Regions from separate parts of the Mus musculus genome. Here all the other regions are linked to region 3. Evidence: chromatin contacts called from public Hi-C, HiChIP or PLAC-seq and Micro-C data. All regions are on one chromosome and are shown on one strand. The core of a region is the stretch at or near the end of the contact, and the rest is flanking DNA. Distances in the headings are between cores, read along the strand shown.

Region 1 (3,723 bases), core at 805-3,304, 410 kb before region 3:
TGTGATCTTAACATATATATTTTTCCTTTATGCTTAAATTTCCAAGAGTGTTCCTTATTCTATTTTCTTTTACATTAATCTCTTTTAAAATAACTTAATTTTCAGGTTTGAATTCATGCTCTCAAACCTATAGTTGTCTTTATGAGCTGCACCATGGTAGGCAGGATAAAAAATGAACCTTGGACCTCAAAGAGACACATGCTTACATAATTCCTTTCTCTTGACAGTGGTAAATTCTGTGACATTTATAGAGCCAGTAACAAATGGAATATGTGAAGGGAAGACATCTAACTAATTATGTTACATTGGATTGTACTGGAGGTAGGATAAATGTTCTCATCTCTCTCGGGATTTAACAGATGCTCTTTTTAAGAACTGGAAAAAATAAATAAACTGCCTCATCTGTAGGGAAGATTTGTGTTAGGGTGGCATGGTCGGTCTGAGGTTCTATAGGAACCAAGAAACCCAGGTGAAAAATCAATGTGAAAGCCACACTGTCAGTATTACAACAACAAAGATAACATCAATGTGACCATGGAAGAGGATGCAGAACTCTGTCAAAGAATGCACCCCACTTAAGATCATGGGCCTTTGTGTCATCATCAACAGAAGTCCAATGAAAATATGCTTAACATCATATCCATGGAAAACCCAAGACAAATGCATGTTGTTTTGATCTGTTAATGTGGTTAAATTTGAAAAAATATAGAAAATTATTGTGTATTTATTTTACAAAATACTTTTGAAGCCCTTTTTATATCACTTCTACTGGGAATTACCCCCCCCCAACTTGCCCTTAATTTTTGCCTCATTGAATCATCATTTTTATCTGTTCTCAAGTGTTATCACTCAAAAGACTTCTGTCACCTGTAGTACAGAATAAATTTGACTTTGTTCCTTTTTTTTTCTGTGACTGTTGGGGCACCTCTCTACACATTGAATTAAGGTATGTCTCTCAAGGTTCAATCGTTAATTCTGTCCTGGCAGAGAGCTAAGTCCTAACAGGATTTTGGTATTCTCATTTTTATGGTCCATTACTAGGATTTCTTTAGTAAACTTGTGTCCTTCCACACCTGCTCAAAACATGAAGACCAAGCAGCCCTCATTGTCTAAAGGCAATCCTAAGAGATGGACCAGGCTTCTTCTTTTTGTTTGTTTGTTTGTTTTTCGGAACAGGGTTTCTCTGTGTAGCCCTGGCTGTCCTGGAACTCACTCTGTAGACCAGGCTGGCCTCGAACTCAGAAATCTGCCTGTCTCTGCCTCCCAAGAGCTGGGATTAAAGGCATGCGCCACACTGCTAACTAATGACAATAAATATCTAACAGCCAATATACCTGAAACAGGAAGTAAGGGGCAGAACTTCCGGGCAGACAGCACACAAGCAGATGGAGGAAAATCCAAGGGGATAGAAAAAGGAATCGTATGGGTGGGAACAAGAATATTATACCCAAGTCACAGGGACCTCCAAAGACCGCTGGAGAGTCAATTCTGAAGCAAACGCACAAGTGTTTTTATTAGGAGCTAATGACCAAAGACTCTCACCACCAACTTCAGCTAGTCTAAGATGAAAGCTCTGTCTCTGCAGGTGCAGGATATTTAATGTGGTTAAAGCAAGCTTGGGGAATTTCCATATGGGTTAGCAAGTTAATATTTTACAAACTGCACTTCTGGTATAATCTGCAGGCACCAAACACGGGCGGGGGCGCGGGGGTGGGGGGTGAACCACCTGACAAACAGGATGGCTATGTTATCTATTGTCTGCAGGATGTCTTAGGTTATCTCAGTGGACCTTGACCCTGTTGTAGCCTGACTGGCTGTTGCTAAGGGCAGCAGGGTGCCATAGGATGTTTGCTCAAGTGGACTTTGTGGTTTTCCTCCTGGAATTAGAGTTTAATCTCTGGGTCTCACACAAAATGGTGCTTCTTTAAAAAAACAAAAAAACAAAAAACAAAAAAAAAAAAACCAAAAAAACCAAAAAAAAACTGAGTTGGTTGGGCTTTACAGAGCAGAGAGGTACAGAGCTAGCCACATGGTGGGGACTCAGTGCCCAGAAGTCAGATTATGTTAGAAGCTAGCTGAGAGACTGCCACAGCAAAAGGCCAAAAGCTTTAAACTACAGAAGTCTCACTCAAGTCTTATTTAAACGGCTAGCAGTTCTCTGCAAAATGTGATGATCACATCTAGTTTCCTTTGTTTATGTCAACAGGGTTCTATTTAAGACTCTTGCATGTAAGAACAAAATGCTGGGGGGTGCAGGCCATTACACATTGATAATCAAACAATGTGAATTAGTCTATGGAAATCAAAATGACATTCCTCAAAAAAAATCATATGTATTAGCTATACCACTTCTGTGAATCTAAACATGCTATGGATTTTTAAATATTTTTTAAACTATTCATAATAGACAAGTTATGGATTTGGCATATATCCATCAACTGATAGATGAATACAAAATGTGGTATATATGTATTCAGTGAAGTTTTTAGTCATGAACAATGAAATTGTCACTACAAGAAAAATTTAATGAACCTATAAATCATAAAAAAAAGAACATGCTTTTCTATTAACTAAAATCCTTCTCGATGTTAATATACTTCATTCTGTTCCCATAATGTATGATGGTAGTCTCTCTCTCTCTCTCTCTCTCTCTCTCTCTCTCTCTCTCTCTCTATTTGTGTGTGTTTTCTGAATTTTAACCACTCCTTCCACTCCCAGCTGCATCAAATGCAGAAATTCAAAATACTTTCAAACCGTCTATGCTCAAGTGGATGGTGGTTTGAAATAGTGTTGACCCATCCATCTAGTCTTAACTATTAGTCACATCAATGGGAAATATAGATGAATGGAATTAGCTACAGTTTTCTAATTATCTTATCCCTGGTTGTTTTCTCCTCTTTCTTAGTATTCTGAGTGGACATTATCCTTTTAATGTCATTATATGTTCAAAGTTCTGCTTGAAAGTCAATTCTTTTTTTTTTCTTAAAAAAAAAAAGAGAGATTCTTTAACCTTATGCAATCATAGAAACTTACTTCAAAAAAAGCATTGTTTAAGAAAACAATGCTTTTTTCAAGAGCCATAGGGAATGGAGAGAATCAAGGGGAAAGGTCTAGGTGCAGCAGAACCAGTGTACACATGAAATCACAGACTGGCAGCACAAGTCTGGGGCAGATGGGGTCCCAGGGCTGAAAGCAGAAGTGAACATATGTTCCCATCCATAACCCAAAAGCTATCTCCAGTTATTAACTACTTGCAAATGAAAACTTAGTATTCTCAATAAGTCACACTGAGCATATAAACCACTCTTTTTGTTTGTTTGTTTGTTTGTTTATTACACTCCCGATTTTACCTTCCCTACCTACCACAACCGCCATCCCCATCCTACTGAGCCACATCCCATACCTCCTCCCCACATCCCTGTCTCCATGAGGATGTCTCCACCCCACACACACAACCCCACCTGATCTCTAAACTTCCCAGGGCCTCTAGTGTCTTGAGGGTTAGGTGTATCATACCTGATTAACCCAGACCTAGTCATCCTCTGCTATATGTGTGTTGGGAGCCTCATATCAGCTGGTGTATGCTGCCTGGTTGGTGGTCCAGTGTTTGAGAGATCTCGGGGGTCCAGGTTAATTGAGACTACAGGTCCTCTTACAGGGTCTCCCTTCTCAGCATCTTTCAGCATTTCCCTAATTCAACCACAGGAGTCAGCAGCTTATATC
Region 2 (3,416 bases), core at 433-2,932, 500 kb before region 3:
ACAAAACACTCTAGAACCTAAGGCTCAGGATATATTTTGGAAGAAGGGTGTGTGGGGTGGGGTGGGGTGGGGGTAATTATAAGAGTCAGAAAAATCAAGGAATTTACTGTGAAATTTTATCTGTGAAGGATATCATAGGCTACACACAAGGTTTCATCAACAAAACTGCCCAAACATGAACTGAATAAAGGTCACATAAGAAAACATGCCAAAGTAGAATGGCAAAAGTGTGTAAGCCCTCAATCATACATACACAAAGCTCTACAGGCAACTAAAGAATGCTCAGAGTGGGAGAAATAATCTTCTCCAGGGAAGAGACCAGCATTTGGTTATCCAACACCTAAGGGTCAGCCTTAAAAAAACATACAAACAGGTAACATTATACATATTAAACAGGTTATATTCAGAAATATACACACACACACACATGCACACACACACACACACATATATACATACATATATATATATATATATATATATGCATGCAATAACAGCTGCTGAAAAAGATAAGAGGCTATGAATTTTAAGCAGAGTTGGGAGAGGTATATGGGACGCTTTCAAGGACAAATGGGAAGGGAAGCTGTTGTAATTATAATATAATCTCAATTTTTAAGTTTAAAAAACAACTAAATGAAAAATTTAAAAAATCAAAACCTAAAAATAGAAAGCAGGTGGTGTGTGTGTGTGTGTGTTTGTGTGTGTGTGTGTGTGTGTGTGTGTGTGTGTGTTTGTGTGTATGGGGAAAGAATATGGCTGTGAGTTAGTCTACTCTGCTAGAAAGCCAATTTATAGGACTTAGAGAAAGCATCGATATCTGAGTGAATAAAGTTTTGACTACTTTTTTCCACCTCTACCTATAATTTTTTACACCCGAACAACATTTTTCTTCCTGAGGAGCAGTGAAAGCCACAGTCAATCAATCAATAACTGAACTACTTAACATGAAAAAAATAAAGATATTTCCATCAATCTTTTTGTCTTTCTGGTTTTCAAATAAAATTATTATTTTATATGATGGTTACATTTATAAAAATACACATAATACATATACACATGTTTGCTTCTTGATGTTGTCTATATTGGTGTATGAATACAAAATTCACAAATTTACAACCATAATAGATATATGTAAAGTGTTCTTTAATGAAGCCATAAGTCATGAATCTGGCCTCATATTTTCTATGATGAGTCTTGTCCCCTTACTGTATAACCTGTTTTTATTTTATATAAATTTCAGTTTTTCTGTTGCATATGGTAATGTTATGACATGTGCTGAATGAATTCACTTGCTCTGTCATGTTTCATGTTTATTCCATATGCCTATCATAGACAGCATATCAGATTGTAAATGTGGATGTCATATGATATTGATTATTTGTTTGAAGCAAATATCACAAGAAATTGAAGATTCTTTTCTATCCTTAGCAAACAGAGGCACGAGACTAGTAAATCAGAGTCAGTTCTAAGTTCTGCATCAACAGGTGGAGATGTTTTCTCTTAAAAGAAAACTCCTACACAATAGAAACTTCCTATCTGATCTAAACTCCAAATATTACATTTTGGGTGTCACACACATTCTTCTGTACAGCTATCATCAACAAGGAAATACCATGCTCTTAGGTATTCTGCAGGAGAAAACCCTCAAAAAACCCCGCCCATGATAAGAATTTTCCTAGGACAGTCATCATCTTTGTTTTGTTATGAGGTGGAAAAATAAGCAGAGGTTGAGTAAAGAGGCTGTGTACATGTGTGAGCTCATGGAGAAAGAGTCTGGATTATAGCCAAGCAGTCCTTGATACTGCTGCATCTGTACCGAAGCCCAAAATAACCAAAGAGGGAAAAACTAGAGATCTTCCTTACTCCAGTGTGTATGCAATACTTGTTTATACCATAGTATCTAGAAATAACAATGTCAAACAACACTATATTATTATATCAGTACCACTGGCAGTTTGTGCTCAGGGGAAACAATATTTGGAGACAGTACTAACCACTCATAGCCAAGGTAAACGAATACATTTGCTGTCATGTGTACAAAGCACACATTTCTAAAGCCTCCTATGATTAGAGACATACGGATTGGTTCTTCAACTTCGCAAATCATGGGCATGAAAATTATATCCTGAGGCTAAAAGACACATTTCCAAACAGAAGCACTCAAAAATCTGTGGATTGCAGAACCTTAAAAAAAATCCCCCATAAAAAATTCCACGGTGTTTACCATGTGCTGAAAAGTTTGACGAATATTCAGTGTTTTATTTATAGTCATGAGTCACCAGAGTTTTGAAATGGTTAACAGCAAAACATGTAATGTGTCCAACAGTGAGAAAGGCACTGGGGAAAACCTGACTTCCAGAGAATAATGACTCATTCTAATTGTCGTTTTTTTTAATATAAATATATTAACAAATAACATTTTATAATGAGTTATTTTCTATATAATGTTTCCCACCTACACATATACAAAGAGCTAGTAGGGATACCATGTCTTAACATCTGTTCAGCATGCAGAAGTTATAAATGACAAGCAATAGATAAATGCCAATGTGGGTTAGAGATTATATTGCTGTTATTTATTAAACAACAAAGGAAGTCATTCAATTTGCCAAAATTACTTTTGAGAAAAAGCCAAGTGTTTGGAAAGCATTTATAAGTTAATGTGATCCACTTCAGACCCACCTGTTTCTCTGGACTCTCAGTTACATGCAAGTTTTCCATCCACCCACAGGACTCTCCTCTCAGTGACTGTGGTTAAAGGAGTATCCTGAATTCCTTCTACTTTATATATACCATTTACAGCTATCTAAATTAACTAAAATTATGTGTATATGATTAGGTATTTAAACCACAGAAAAATCAAAGTATGAATAATTATTCTGATATTTATAATTCAATAAATAAAATCAATAAATAAAATTAGATGCTTAAATCAGGCTACATTTAATAAGTGATAAGTGAATTATTATAAGTAACTTTTGGCAATTACTAAATATCCAATAAAGTATGAATGATATAAATGATTGCTATGTTTTCTGTGTATGAACACCAAATGTGAAAACTATATGGCTCACGGATTTCACTCCAATTAAGAGAAACAACATTGCATTGTAAGTTTTTAAAATTTCCAATGTTAAAAGAATATACAAAATGACATATCTTGAAATGATACAAGTATTAACTAAGTTCCCAGAAATATGTTTAAGTACACATGTAATAAAATAAAAATAAAATAAAAAGTAAGATAAAACTCGGTTAGTGACATTCAGGGAAAAAAAAAAAAAAAAGCAGTGCCTATGTTTAATTGTACAGGGAAAAAGACCAAGATAAACTAAGGCATCATTTTATCAGGAACCACAGTAACAATGGAGATCATCTTTCTCATCTCCCATGATAGACAGCTTGTCAATTTCATT
Region 3 (3,848 bases), core at 625-3,124:
ACTTAGGAAAAGAAAGCAAAAGCCTAAAAGATATTTGAATAGACACAAGATCGAAAGCATGTGACTTATGTAAAAATGATGAAACCATGCTGGCTGATTCCATATAGAGAAAACCATTCAGGAAAATCCCTTCTTCCTACACTCACAAACAGGTTAAAGAGGTTTTTTTCAAAATGTAAACCTACAGAGTTTATAAAAGGCTTGAATGTTTCATTTTACCAGGAACTTTAGATTTGTGTGTGTGTGTGTGTGTGTGTGTGTGTGTGTTTTGTTGTTGTTTTGGGGTTTTTGTTTTGTTGTGTTGTTCTTTGTGTTTGTGTATGTGTTTTGTTGTTGGTTTTGGTTTTTTGTCTTGTCTTTTTGTTGTTCTTTGTGTTTGTGTGTGTGTGTGTGTGTGTGTGTGTGTGTGTGTGTGTGTGTGTGTGCGTGTGTTTTCCTTTCTATATCTTGGAATCAAAACCAGGCCTGGGCATACTCGCCAGACTTCTACCACTGAACTATCCTACTTCCACCTCTCCAGTCCCATAGTCTGCCTTCAACAGTAGCTCCAGTGAACTTGAACAAACATTGTAATGTCATCCAATGATTCATTTTTAAAAAGAAACCAGAACTAGATACTGTCAACAGTCTGTGTAGCCCACTCCTGGAATTTGAATACATTAGTTTTGAGAAGTTTTCTACTTTTTTTTCTGTAAAATATCTTTGGTTATGTTGCTGTCTTTATTTTATATTCTGTTGTCTTTATAAGACATGGTGGCAGAAATTGCTGGTTTTGCATAGTGGGGTTTCCTATGGAATACATCCTTTGTGTTTAAAGAGAAAGGAAGAAAGTATCTGTCTCCTAGTAACATGTATTTCCACTCCTCCATTCCTTCCATCGCTCCAGAGCAATTCCTTCTCTTGAACTCCATTTATTGAGAATTGCATTGGTTTGAGCAGGCATCTAATCTCTTTAGAGTGTTAAAGCTTCTATGTCTAGTGTTCCTTCCAGAACAGGCAAAGATCTTACATGCTCTTGACTTCATGATGAACTTGCATGGGTAATTTAGAATACATGTTACCTAGAAAGCATGTTAGATTTAGTTAAATGAACTAAATTTGCCTTAAAGTCCTAAATCCCAAAAGTTTCTACAGAGCTCAGCCTTTCTCTCCATGTCTGCGTTGTGAAAGAGCTGAGCCTGGCTTGACCACTGAGGACTAGAACATGCTATGCTACACAAAGGTCTGTATTCCCAAGGCTGGCATCAGGGTGATGACAGGAGAGCTGCTGATGTACAAAATGACTCTGTTTACCATAGTAATTGGCTCTTCACAGGCTAGAGGAAGCCAGGTCTGAAACACAGCCAAGTAGGGTTTTTCCCCTACTGAGGTCTCAGAAATTCCCAGTAAATATTGAAACAAAAACTAAATGGTCTTGTTACCTTGCACACTGGTGTTTATTTATGGCACATTTGCTATACCTTTATGAAGTTAGCAAGGACCTTTGAAGTATGCTTTTGTCAAATGGCCAGTGTCTTCAAATATTAGAACCCATTGCACGAGTGAGCCCAGACTGACTAAGCAGGCATCTGTCCAAACACTAGAGATCTTTAAGACAAAAGTCATCAGCCATTCCATTTAATATTTTGATTTTGCACACTAATCAGAGCATATGGGAGGAGTCCAGACTAGATAACCTTCCAACTTAGAGATTCCATTGATCCATTTTTCACATATCTTCATCATGCAAGTATTCCAAAAACAAAGAAACAAGAGAAATTCAGAAACTGTTGTGATTTGATGTTTTTCTCTCTGCCCCTCTCCTTTCTCCTCCCCCTCTCTGGCGGCTCCCTCTCCCTCCCTCTCCCTCCCTCTACTCATCCTACTCCCAAATATGGTGCAATAAGAAATTCCTTTACTGAGGCTACAGAGTAGTTAGTCATTGCGAGTCATGTTTTTAAAGGCTCCACTCACTGACGAAAACAAGTGATATGAAATGCTGAAGAAACCTCAGGGGCATTCCAAGCATTTATGGACAAAAAGTCAAGACTTGTGGTATTTTCCTCCAAGATGCATGTGAGCTGAATCAAAGAGACAGAAGAATTTAACCTTCAAACTTTCAAGACAAAAACAAATGCCTCCTGTTGTTGCCAGTCTCTGAGCTTGGTAATACTGAAGAAGCATAAATCTGTGTAAGACCTCATTATCTTATCTAAACCTTTAATGTGGTTTCCAAACAGCCCTTTCTAATCCTGTTTCAGAAGGCCTTTATTCAGGTACTAGCTTAAGCTTCTAAGGGCCCTATTCTGCTTCTGTCACATCTCTGCATAAAAATATCATTAGCTTTCTTTGGCTTAATTAAGTGCCTAATATTAATATGTATAAAACAGCTTTACTAATTTGTAGCTTTATTTTCTGTGATATCCCCATATATTTCTACCGTCTAATGTCTTTAAATCTTGTCACTGAGGACATGAAAGTTTAAGTGTTTGTTGTTATGGATTGTTCTGTGCCTGGAAGAACCTTTAATAGACTACCAGACCTCTACTCCATAGCTGCCAGTAGCACCTCAAAACAAGTAGAATAATATCTGTCAACCCAAACCACATCCAAACATGACATAGTTGTTCCTAAGAAGCAATAAACAACCAACAAGGAGGGTGAGAAGCAAAAGGGTATTATTTACACTTCCAAAGCCTTTAGTATGATATATATATGTGTGTGTGTGTGTATATATATATATATATATATATATGTGTGTGTGTGTGTGTGTGTGTGTGTGTATGTATATATATATGTATATATATGTGTATATATATATTTGTTTATATATGTGTGTGTATATATATATATTGTTACTAGCAGGTGCTTCTCAAATACACCCAACTTTCCGTCCATACCATTTAGTGTCTCACACACATATTTCAGGACATCTAGGGCTTCTTCCACAAAATCTTCCACACCTAACTCTGTACAAATTAGTCATTTATTCTCTTTGGACTTCTAGGATTTACAGGGATCTATGTAGCCATTTCTGTTTGAAATGATCTGATTGGTTACAGAGTCCTAAGAGTTATAAAGCCATGAGCCATAGAATTCACACAATAGGTTCAGACCTTGCCCTGTGCATCAGGACCAGAGTTCTGAGCAACATTAAGTGCCCAATCCAACTCACAACTGCAGGGTGTGGAAGAGGTGATAATAAATGGCTAGTTTTTTAATACACAATTAACAGAAAGAAAGAAACAAGTAGAATAATATCTGTACCTAGAAACTATTTTTACAGAGAAATTGGGTGTATCTCTGACATGATGCCAAAGATTAAAGTATTAAAATGACTCATCCTCTGATCCATGCAATGTTACATAGGTAGGAGTGTTTGGGGATTGATGGCCTGTGTTTGATACAAAGAACTCATCTGGGAGAAGAATGTCCTGGAGTACACACACACACACACACACACACACACACACACACACACCAATAAGTACAATAAAAAGTTTTTAAGAGATGTGCTTTGAATCTTGTCTTTAAAGGATTAAAGGATATATGTTACTCTCCTCTCATAGATAATACTACAGAAAGATCTAATTCTTCATTCTAGAATGTTTTGCATACATCATCAAAGCATTAGGGAAGTCAGGTTAGGGAGATTACTGAGTGGTAAATTGTATTCTTAGGCATGAGAATGTGAGTTCAAATCCCCTGAATCCAGTGTAAAAAACAAAGCACAGCAGTACACATCTTTAGCCTTTGTACTGAAAGCATAGAGACAGAAACATTGTAGGGACTCACTAGTACTCAGTCTAGCAAAAAAAAAAAAAAAAAAAAAAAAAAAAAAAAATCCAGGTTCAATGAGAGACACTGTT
Region 4 (3,433 bases), core at 91-2,590, 350 kb after region 3:
TAAGAAATTGGTTGTCCACCCTTTTTAAAAGTATCCATATTGAAAAAAATTCCCCTATTTCTCCTTTCGGTCCATTAGTTTGCAAATATATTGAACTCTTTTTCACCATTCAGGATTATTATCTCTTAAATTACAATTTGTCAATTGCCTGAACCAACAAGGCCTTCAAACATCTCAAAACTGAGCACACTCTTCATTATCTTGCTATTACTAACAATGTAAACTGAAAACTAAGCCATCATTCTGGCAAGCATGGTTTCCCCTTGCTAATCAGACCATGGATTCTCTCTCCCCTTAGAGAGGTCAGTTTTGAGCCATCCTGTGATCACTGTTGAGCATACCCTGCTGTAGGGGTGTCTTTCCAGCATTATCCACTGTCAACGAGGACAGGCAGATGTCACAACCACACGGCAGTAAATGAAGGAAGAACACAGAACACAGAGTCTTCCTTCCTACTTGAGGAAGCTGCAGCTGATTGTAAAACTACAGAGCTTTAAGACATACCATAGAAACAGAGAACACCAAAGGAAATACTACCCAGGGAAGGGCATGTTTAAACCTTCCTGTTTGCAGCTGCTATCAACATTTTCACCCTAATGTGACCAGAAATCTCAGTTTTCAGTTGAGAAACATGAGTCACGAAACAATACTTGCTAGCCACCTTCACCTTTCCCCTCTCCACCCTCATTCATGCCCTGGTTTTGTTTTGCTTTTCTAACATTTGAATGTCCCCTTAGTTTGTATCCTGACCTACTAGAAAGTTAAAAAAATATCATTAAGTCAGTTGATCATATAACTGAATTCAAGTTACAGCCCACAATCACTTGTAAATGGCTATAAGATGCCTTCTTTCTTTCTTTCTTTCTTTCTTTCTTTCTTTCTTTCTTTCTTTCTTTCTTTCTTTTTCTTTCTTTCTCTCTTTCTCTCTCTCTCTCTCTCTCTCTCTCTCTCTCTCTCTCTCTCTCTCTTTCTTCTTCTTCTTCTTCTTCTTCTTCTTCTTCTTCTTCTTCTTCTTCTTCTTCTTCTTCTTTTTCTGACTTCTTGCCTCTAATTAATAAGAGTAAAATCTTTTCTGGAACTAAAAAAAAAAATCAAACTCAGTGGATTACTAAATGTTATATAAATAGGGCTCCATTGTGTGAGATTCACCCCCTTTCAGAAACTCTTGATTCTTCCTTCTCTCCGTGCTGGGAGGGAAGTAAAGGACAAAGGCATCATTAAAACCGGTTAACCTGATCATTTTCAAACAGACATGTGCAAAGCATCTAGGCTGGGAACCCTTTGGCAACTAAATTGTCAGGGAATAATTTATTACTGACAAGAACAGAGTGTGCAGTGGAATATCCCAAACAAGAGCATGCTCAATGAGCCAGAGGCTTGCTATAAATATCTTCCCCAGGATTGCACTTCCTAGAGTCTAAAATTATTCTAAAAGCATCACGTTCCGAGGGGAGGGGAGGAAAGGGGGTTGTGCTGTGCTGGACAGCCAAGTAGCGGGATCAAGGCAGCAGGGTTTTCTTGTGATTGTTCTAGTGACTAACCTCATTAAGTCTGTTTGCCTCTTGATTTCATAAAACAAGAATAATGAGAAAAACCTCTGAATTCCTTTCAAGATCTGAAATCTTGCAATGACAACATTGATAACCTATACACAGAACCCTGGCATCTGATGTTATGCAAACTGATCTAGGCCCATTCAAAGAAAATAGAATTTGGGCAGCTTAGGTTCAGCAAGTCAAAGAGCCCTGCTGCTAAGCCTGACAGCTGAGTATATTCAATTCTTCAGGAGTCACATGCTGAGTCACATGCTGGATGAAAAACTGAGCCCTCCCCCTCCCAAGTTGTCCTCTGACCTTCATACCCATGGCATAGAATGTGCATGCACAGACACAGAAAGTAAATTTTCAAAAAAAAAAAAAGAAAGAAAATAGAATTCAAAAATTGTAAACTAGGGCTGTTTTCAAATAACCTTTTGATTTTCATGTGAGCTATATAATCAAAAAATGTTCTTCCACATAGTGATAGTGAGTATGGCAATATAGAAAGTAAAAATTGTGCAAAGATGTTATATATGTATTTATATATATATACACACACATATATACACACACACACAAGCTAGGGCTTCAATTTTCAAAGCACAAATTTTTGTAATGTTTATCAAATTTGTTTATTCACTGTGTGAATGTGTGTGTATGTGCTCAAACCAACTATATCATATCACAGTGGGCTTGTGGAAGTTAGAGGATATCTTCCTGGAGCTGGCTAGCGATCTCCTTCCTTCACGTGAGTCCCAGAGATGGAACTCAAGTTTCCAGGCCTTATAGCAAATGCAAATGAAAAAAAAAAAAAGCTACAAAAGATAAATACTTCAAAAAATGTGGTAATAAGCAGAATTCATCTCCCCTTGATCTCTTCGTGTTTCACATTCTGCCTACATTTTAAGGTCCTTTCTATGTGTCTCTATCAAGTGCCTGTTTGGCAGGATCCATATTTTATTAATGTTTCTTTTTCTGCGTAGTATGTTACCTATAAGGACTATCAGTAAATGTGTGTGGAATTAAATACTGTTTTCAGTGTCTTGGGTGAGTGTGATACATACTTACCAGGAGTAATGAATCAAACTAAATTTAGCATTTTTTAAATCTGAATTTTAGATAAATCCCCATACTTCTTTCATTATAAGTGACTGAGAAGACTAAGATTTCACATAGAACCTGCAAAAACAAAAAACAAAACAAACCAACAAACAAAAACCTGGTAAAACAGATGTGTTGTCTTGATTTTTAATCTAAAATGAAAACAAAACCAAATCATAGCTATATACTCTTATGCTCCTATTATTCTTCCTGTATGTATCCATCCATCAAACATTTCATGAGTCAGATGCCTAAGTCTCTGTTTATATACTCCTATGAGTAAGATATGGTTCCCTCTTACAATAGTGTTTATAGCACAGAGAGAACGAAACTCACTTGTAGACAACAGATAGTTGTGGTCATATTGATATGCAAACAAGTGATTGACAGTGTTGGCTGAAGGAAGCCTCTGAGGATAAGTAATAGCTAAGGTATTTCTGAGCCAGTCAGAGCAAGAGACTTGGAGAATCCTAGTCAAAAGCAGTAGCTTCATATCTTTATTTAAGAAACTGAAAACAGTGAGTGCATATCATGTGTGTTCTTTTGTGATTGGGTTACCTCACTCAGGATGATGCCCTCCAGACCCATCCATTTGCCTAAGAATTTCATGAATTCATTGTTTTTAATAGCTGAGTAGTACTCTATTGTGTAAATGGACCACATTTTCTGTATCCATTCCTCTGTTGAGGGACATCTAGGTTCTTTCCAGCTTCTGGCTATTATAAATAAGGCTGCTATGAACATAGTGGAGCATGTGTCCTTATTACAAGTTAGAACATCTTCTGGGTATATGC
Region 5 (3,613 bases), core at 617-3,116, 470 kb before region 3:
ACCTCTCCAACAGCCAATAAAAACAAACAATATATTCTGGTGAAGGTGTGGAGAATGGAAGCCTTTGCAAGTGTTTTGTGGGAATGAAACTGTGAACAGTAGCATGGCGACTTTACAGAAAAATGAAAATACAGTTAAGTTATGAATCTCTACCCCCAGAATGGATCTGAAGAACCCCAAGTCAACATATCACATTGGCACTTGCATTCCATATTGACTTCAGCACTAATAAGGACCTTATGGAGTCAGCATAGGTGTCTATCAACAGATGTAATAAGGCAAGGATGGCACATAGACAAGACAGGATTTGTACAGCCACAGAGGATTTACTTGAGAACAAAACTGTCATTTGTGGGAAAATAGAAGTAAGTGGAGGCCATCATGTTAAGCAAGTTGAATCTGATTCAGAGGTTAAAAATATTACATTTCCTCATGTATAAAAAGTCTATATTTTTACAAATACATAAAACAGGTATGCATATGTGACATAAAAATAAATGTGGGATCATAATAGGAATAATGGAATGGGGAAGGATAAGGATAATGGGATGATAGAGAGGCATAATGGTATGTAGAATAAATACAAAATAGAAAAGGGGAAAACAAACAAAACAAAACAAACCAATAAAAACAAAGTAAAAAAAAAAAAAAAGCTTTTCAAAAATCATTGTAAAATTCACCCCCCCACCCATAAGATTATTTTACCTAAAATCCCAGAAGAGAGAAGAAAAGAGAATATATTTATGTACCAGGGCAATGCACAAATATTTCACATAGAATAATTTTGGTCTTTATAAATATGAGCCCAATTTCCCTTGTACAATGTTTCATATATAAAAGCAGAAAGGAAATGTATACTGTTGTCCTCCCTGTTCTCTCAAGCTTGCTAATCACCTTAGAATAGAAGATATAAATCTACAGATATCTCCACAAGCATTTCTTCTTTCAATTTTGATAATTTGAAATTATGTATCAACCAAAATGCATATATTATCTCTAATTCATTTTTTCTAAATTTTGTTAATGAATATTAAACATATATGGGGGGGGGCAGTGTTGCTCTTTGAGTGTGAGCATGTAAGTGGGCACGTGTGTTTGTATTTGTGTCTGTTGTCACATTCTCATCACGTACTACCCGATCTAGTTTTTCTTGTTTGTTTTCTCTTTGTTTTTGTCTTGTTTTTCTGTATTCAGACTACGGGGTTTGATCTGCGTTTCTCATCCTTACAAGGCAAATCATTTACAGACCAAGTTCCTGCTCCCATACAGAATCCTTATTGACTCTGGATGATAATGGATGTACACTATAGGCCTACCCTGGTTCTCTGCATATCGTGCCTTTACAGAATGTACAGTCTAGTCAAATCCCTGTTCCCCTACCCACTCACTCCCACTTCTTGGCCCTGGCATTCCCCTGTACCAGGGCATATAAAGTTTGCAAGACCAAGGGATCTCTCTTCCCAATGATGGCTGACTAGGCCACCTTCTGCTACATATGTAGCTAGAGACATGAGCTCTGAGGATACTGGTTAGTTCATATTGTTGTTCCACCTATAGAAGAGGGAACTCTTAAAGAGCTGGTTTACCAGTGTTCTCACTACAAAAGGCTGAAGTAAAATGCCTAGATGTAGTTCTAATTACATGGTGGCACAGAAAACTGGCGGGTGTGAAATAGTTGCTGTATGAGTATGTGAACTAGTTCAAATAATCTTATCAAATGTGAGCAGATGAAAGGCTTTGAGGAGACACTATAGCAGACATGAATCAATATTAATAACTGGGAAATGACAGCAGGAGCCTCACTGCTCTAGTGTGAAACAATTAAGGTTGACAGGGCTCAGCTTGAACAATGTGTTGCACTGGTCATAAAGCTGAGTCAGATCTGCAAACAGCGACAGGCTCCTTGTTCTTTGACTGCTGTCGCTGGTCACTGCTGCCTGAGTGGTCAGGAGGATTCATTGGTGACCTAGGAATCACTAATTTGGTACTAATCTTTCAATCAGTCATGTTTGTTTATAGAAATGGCAGTAGTATATCCTGTATATCTGTCAGCTACAGAAGAAGAGGAAGAGGAAGATGGATGGAGGGGAGAAAGGGGTATGAGAGGGAGGGAGGGAGGAAGGGAGAGAGGGAGGGAGAGAGAGAGAGAGAGAGAGAGAGAGAGAGAGAGAGAGAGAGAGAGAGAGAGAGAGAGAAGGGTTCACACACAGACAGAAGGCAGATTTTCTTAAGTAATTGATTTACTTTTCCAATGGACAAAGCCACAGATTCCAGAATTAGAAATGTGGCTTCAAATGTCAAGAAATTTAGTAAAGTAATACTTTGCCTTAAATTGACAGTGAGGGATGAACACGTGTGACTGATCCCTTTGCTAAGAACTGATTTAATTGACAGAGGTCAGGGAAATTCACCAGGATAGAGAGTTCCTTAAGAATGGGGAAAAAATACTCTAAGGAAAAGGAAAAGCTGCCTAAAGTAGGGTAGCTGGTGCCACTGCCAATCTTCTCCCTCACATTCTTGCCTGGGGCAGGTGCTGCCAAGACTAAAGAGATAAGGACATCTGTATGGCACATTCCCAGCACTGTAGCATTTTATTTTACACCTTGGTAGAAATAAAGAAATTTTAGGCTTCTTTGTTAAGAGGAGCAATTGAAAGGGAGGAAATTATGTGATTGTGGATGTAATATTTGTGTTTCTCCACATCAGTCCTGTGTGCATCAAAATTTCATTAGCTGAAATCCATTTCAAAATATTGCTACTTGTTCTCAAATTGGAAGAATTATTTTTGTTCCAGACTCAGTAGGTAGAGGTGCAAATATTCATATATAGAATTTGCTGATAATGGGAGATATCTTTGGGATTTAATGAATATTTAATGAAAAAAACCTTACTCCTTGTATTTTAAGGAGGGGGTATGCTGAGTTTATAAGTGTATTTAAATTTTTCTCATTAAGAAATAGTTTCAAGCTGCTTCTTTGAATTGTAGGCTACTTCTGTGTAACTGTTACTAGAGTGAAAACATACTGAAATAAAACATGCAAATCTGGAAAATATGAATGTTTCAAAGCTGGCTAAGCTCTTATCCAAGTGAATGCAAGCATGTTGATTAATAGGGTTACAATACTTAACATTTTTTTATATAATGAAGGAGCCAGCTCTCTTCTTCTTCATATCTTTATGTGTTTAAAGAGATAAGGCTGATTTTCATCATAGTCATCATTTTATGTCACTTACATACACAATTATTTTTAGTTGTACAAGGCAGTTTCTCATTTCAATGCATTCTCTAAATTCAAAGACTGTAAAGACACTAACACGATCCTCTATCTTCCTTTCAGCCATACCGGAAGGCACTAACAATGCTATTTCCAGAGTTCTCTTCCAATTTTCTTTATGCTTTATGAGATTTTAAAATAATTACTTTTCACCCTTCTTCCCTCTAAACCCTTCCTTGTGCCCCTCCCTGCTCTCTTTCAAATCCTTGGCCTCTTTCTTATTAGTTGTTATGGTGTGCATATATGTATGTGCGCTGACATATATAATCCTGAGCAGTACCTGCTGACTCTGGGTGATGTTACTCACATTTTTCTTTTTAGGGTTGATCATTTGGTAT
Region 6 (3,493 bases), core at 767-3,266, 380 kb before region 3:
AGAGATGAATGAGAGAGAAAGGAAGGTTTGGTAAACAAGATAAAAGAGAGTAAACACATTGAAGATGTGCTGTAAACAATCCAGTATGTTGAATACCCAAGGAGTAAGGAAGAGACTGATTTTAGAGGAATATCATGATGAGTAGTAAGAAGGTCAAAAACTGTACATAGGAAAAACTGAATGTTGTACCATGGTTATTTCCTATGGTATCATTGTGCTCATGTTGCTAAGAAAATGTACCCACAAATGGAAAATTATTATGCACAGTAGTGTGTTTTATCATACTTCTGAAACTTAAGAATTCCAATACAAACAAAAGACTGATTTTATGTCCAGTGAATCTCTACTTCCAGGTAGCAACACTTGTGAAACCCTCAGAAAACAAAAAAAAAGAAGGTAAAACACAATGCTCCCTTCAGTTTCTTTTAAAAGATCACCAACTGCAATTACACGGATTCCATTCTCATGATTTCCTAAGCTCCGTAGACACAGCTGCTTAGTGCAACCACTTTAGTGATTAAATTTCATATCACAGTACCTATGATAGTTGCAGTGACAACATTTATAATAGATGTAATAATAAAATGACAAAAGTCAGGATCTTTTTACTACTTACATGTGTGATGCTACTGATTTAAAAAAAAAAAAAAGCACAATGTTGTCCAACTCAACCTCCAAGTCGTTTAGAACAATTGAAGAAATAAGTAAGAAAAGGCACAGCAAGAAATCAACAGGCTGGCTGAATTCCACACCTTCTATGTGGAGAAGTCATCACTTAAACCATATACTACTCAGTCACCTGCTCCTGACAGGCGGCAACTAAAGATTCTGAGCAGAACGATGCTGTCGCTTACGTGTCTATTTGGAACAACAGTTAAAAGGATGTTGATTAAGGGCTACAGATCATACTGTTCAGCAAGGGAAAATGTCTTACAAATCACCCCAAGTCCATGAGCACATGTCTGTGATCCATTACTGCTAAGACAGAGATAGCCATATTCCTAGGATCAGCAGCCTATTTGGTGGGTTCTGTGTCAGTGAGAGACCTTGTCTCAAAAAGCAAGGTAGATGCTGAAAGTACGACATTCAAGGAGTCTATGTCCATCCATACTTATGTGTATAGCAACCTCTTGACACACATCTGCACCACAAATACACACACACACACACACACACACACACACACACACACACACACACACGTGTGTGTGTGTGTGTGCGCGCATACATGCATACTTGTGCACACACTCACATTACATATTGCCAATGGTAGATTAAGTATTGGCAAATGGTAATTAGAATGCTGGTTCTGTGTTTCAAGTAGCCATTACTAAGACATAATTAGTCATGATATTACAGTGAGGGTAAATAAAAAATTATATTTGTAACTTATTCAATTTATTGATTTGAATTTATTGATTTGAATCAGTCATGTGTGTTGATGCAGAGGAAGGAATACTCTTAGATGCCAAAGTGTGAAGTGAAAAGAAGCTAGGTTAGCAATGCCAAATAAATAACTTCAGGTATATTGTCTGGGTGTGGCCATGAGATAACCAATGAAAAGGGTGGGAATGAGAGAATACATTGTTTCAGGAGAAAGGACCCAATATGTAGAACCAAGGATCATTAGAGTAGTCCAGCCCCTTGAAGATAAGAATGTAGACCTGACAGGAAATAAAGATGAAGAATAAGGAAGAGAAGTGCAAATAGTACAGATAATTTTGGAGGTGAATTGAAAATGTTCTGTAATTTAGATCTGAAAAAAAAATACAAGCTACATTGAAAAAGCCAGAAGGAATGGATGTGTAGACACAGAAGAACAGTTAGAGAAGAAGAACCAATTACAAGGTTCTGAGACTCCTACAGAAGGGCTTTTAGAATGAACACCATGACCTTACAGAATGTCATGAAATAAACTAGATAGAAGTATGACCAAGAATGGGCTATGGATGAGTGCTGTTGACACAGGAAGCTTCTATTGCACAATGATGACAGCCATCCAGCCAAGACAAAAAATGTTCCCTCTGGCTCTGCCCCCAGATGGAGCTGTGTGCTCATCAGCAGAGCTATAAAATGGCATGTCATGGGAGTGGAGGATGAAAACTGTCTCTGTAACTCTCACCATTCAAAAGTTTGTCAAAGCAGCATTATTCTTTGAGGATAAGCAACTGTCCTCTGTAGTAACTTGACACATACTAAGTGAAGTTCATCTTGCACTGAGAATCCCTTTCCCACACTCAGTGTGAAAGGGAGGGAAATATTTTCTGAAAATACTGACAATTTGCTCAGTTATTTTCCATATTTAACTTATTTAGAAAATGTCCTCAATATAATGTCTGCCGCCATCTAACATTTAACCTGTGTAGCATATACAATTTCATTGGGCTTACAACGTTTGGGAATTCCATTTTTTCACATGCAAAGGAAGATTTAATATGCAGTAGAAGATGACTCTGCCTTACAAAAATAAATGAGAAACTGCTGTTCTTTGTTCAAGGTCAAATGTCGCTTTCAATTAAATGTAGGTATTTAAGAGGGGGTCCTGATGAATGCAAGCAGTAAGCTTGAAAGCCCATAAGCATACATTCAAAGAGCCTTAGAACTCAAAGAAAAGAGTGAATGTAAATTTTCAGAACTGTCAATTTTTCATTTGAAATTTTGGTCTTTATTTCTTCTTATAATCTGCCCTAGTCAAGCACATATTTATTTCTTTCAAACCTGCTCCTTTCTTTGAAACTGTTGTTATATTTCCATGAAAATGACATCTTTGTTCTTTAGAAAATCATTCCCAGCTTATTGTCTGCCCTGAATTACAATAATCCTATATTTGTTACAATCTAATCACTTCTACAGCAACCTACTGTGAGGTTAGAAGTAAAGGATTAAAACTTCAAGTAGAAATACAAAACCACCCCCTTAACAAACCACAATATATTTTTTCAACATAAATATCCCAAGGAACAAAGAAACATTTTGACATAAGAACTCTGCAGAATATAGAAAAACGCAGCAGAACTGTTTATCAAAGTTTTCCTTGGTGTGTCAGCAGGTTCTGTGTAACTGACAGTGCTGATCCAAACGTTTTGATAGTAATAGAAGTGTTAACAGTGATAAGAACAAAAAAATATTAAACACTGTTGACTGTAACATTTCATTTCCACTGCCCTAATGCTGTTAGTGCAGAAAAATGGAACAAGAGGGAAGAGACTCAGCCACACAGCCAATGGAAATGAGGATTTAGTGGCAGGAGCTACAGAGGCATATAGGCATTAACAAAAAAGGAAAACCAAGAAAAGAAAGGAGAGAAGGAAGAACAAAAAGAGAGAGGAAAAAGAAAGTTAAACTAGCTCTGTCTTTATTGGTGACAGCAAAATTAGAGGAGATATTATTTGAAAACAAATGTGTAATAAATGAAACAGTAGTTGTATTCAAAATAATTATATTCTCTTCACTGACAAAAATATGTGACTGCTGAACAGACTTTCATAACATA

The links. A called contact is a pair of places that touch in the nucleus more often than the background predicts. HiChIP or PLAC-seq counts read pairs in DNA pulled down with a chosen protein or histone mark.
Region 1: a contact with region 3 is called in a FOXA1 HiChIP or PLAC-seq map of pancreatic cancer cells. The contact joins two enhancer-like sites. A contact is called at or near these places in 1 of 15 datasets of contacts at CTCF or cohesin (the NIH/3T3 cell line) and 1 of 115 datasets of contacts at active chromatin or transcription factors (pancreatic cancer cells).
Region 2: a FOXA1 HiChIP or PLAC-seq map of pancreatic cancer cells shows a contact between it and region 3. The contact joins two enhancer-like sites. A contact is called at or near these places in 1 of 15 datasets of contacts at CTCF or cohesin (the NIH/3T3 cell line), 1 of 484 Hi-C or Micro-C datasets (muscle stem cells) and 2 of 115 datasets of contacts at active chromatin or transcription factors (the NIH/3T3 cell line and pancreatic cancer cells).
Region 4: a contact with region 3 is called in a Micro-C map of muscle stem cells, with 7 times the contacts expected there. The contact joins two enhancer-like sites. A contact is called at or near these places in 5 of 484 Hi-C or Micro-C datasets (cumulus cells, embryonic fibroblasts, muscle stem cells and 2 more) and 3 of 115 datasets of contacts at active chromatin or transcription factors (cardiomyocytes, embryonic fibroblasts and neural progenitor cells).
Region 5: a FOXA1 HiChIP or PLAC-seq map of pancreatic cancer cells shows a contact between it and region 3. The contact joins two enhancer-like sites. A contact is called at or near these places in 1 of 15 datasets of contacts at CTCF or cohesin (the NIH/3T3 cell line) and 3 of 115 datasets of contacts at active chromatin or transcription factors (the NIH/3T3 cell line, a colorectal cancer cell line and pancreatic cancer cells).
Region 6: a Hi-C map of muscle stem cells shows a contact between it and region 3, with 7 times the contacts expected there. The contact joins two enhancer-like sites. A contact is called at or near these places in 10 of 484 Hi-C or Micro-C datasets (the C10 cell line, the C2C12 cell line, the N1E-115 cell line and 5 more), 3 of 115 datasets of contacts at active chromatin or transcription factors (the NIH/3T3 cell line, bone marrow-derived dendritic cells and fibro-adipogenic progenitors) and 1 of 9 other capture datasets (bone marrow-derived macrophages).

What each region holds. Positions count from the first base shown.
Region 1 is chr10:16,599,372-16,603,094 of GRCm38.p6, forward strand. No RefSeq gene overlaps it. Among named protein-coding and RNA genes, the nearest start is that of Gm20125, 490 kb to the right of the region's middle. Within about 2 kb of position 2,055, at least 43 of the 459 cell types and tissues checked have an H3K27ac peak or open chromatin away from gene starts, as enhancers often do. A contact at or near this core is called in pancreatic cancer cells, where this site is marked.
Region 2 is chr10:16,506,154-16,509,569 of GRCm38.p6, forward strand. No RefSeq gene overlaps it. Among named protein-coding and RNA genes, the nearest start is that of Gm20125, 590 kb to the right of the region's middle. Within about 2 kb of position 1,683, at least 47 of the 459 cell types and tissues checked have an H3K27ac peak or open chromatin away from gene starts, as enhancers often do. A contact at or near this core is called in the NIH/3T3 cell line, muscle stem cells and pancreatic cancer cells, where this site is marked.
Region 3 is chr10:17,010,732-17,014,579 of GRCm38.p6, forward strand. The region is part of intron 1 of Gm20125 (predicted gene, 20125); the gene reads right to left. Among named protein-coding and RNA genes, the nearest start is that of Gm20125, 83 kb to the right of the region's middle. Within about 2 kb of position 1,875, at least 75 of the 459 cell types and tissues checked have an H3K27ac peak or open chromatin away from gene starts, as enhancers often do. A contact at or near this core is called in the NIH/3T3 cell line, muscle stem cells, pancreatic cancer cells and 1 more, where this site is marked.
Region 4 is chr10:17,365,846-17,369,278 of GRCm38.p6, forward strand. No RefSeq gene overlaps it. Among named protein-coding and RNA genes, the nearest start is that of Gm20125, 270 kb to the left of the region's middle. Within about 2 kb of position 1,341, at least 56 of the 459 cell types and tissues checked have an H3K27ac peak or open chromatin away from gene starts, as enhancers often do. A contact at or near this core is called in muscle stem cells, where this site is marked.
Region 5 is chr10:16,536,060-16,539,672 of GRCm38.p6, forward strand. No RefSeq gene overlaps it. Among named protein-coding and RNA genes, the nearest start is that of Gm20125, 560 kb to the right of the region's middle. Within about 2 kb of position 1,867, at least 9 of the 459 cell types and tissues checked have an H3K27ac peak or open chromatin away from gene starts, as enhancers often do. A contact at or near this core is called in pancreatic cancer cells, where this site is marked.
Region 6 is chr10:16,635,190-16,638,682 of GRCm38.p6, forward strand. No RefSeq gene overlaps it. Among named protein-coding and RNA genes, the nearest start is that of Gm20125, 460 kb to the right of the region's middle. Within about 2 kb of position 2,017, at least 23 of the 459 cell types and tissues checked have an H3K27ac peak or open chromatin away from gene starts, as enhancers often do. A contact at or near this core is called in muscle stem cells and tail fibroblasts, where this site is marked.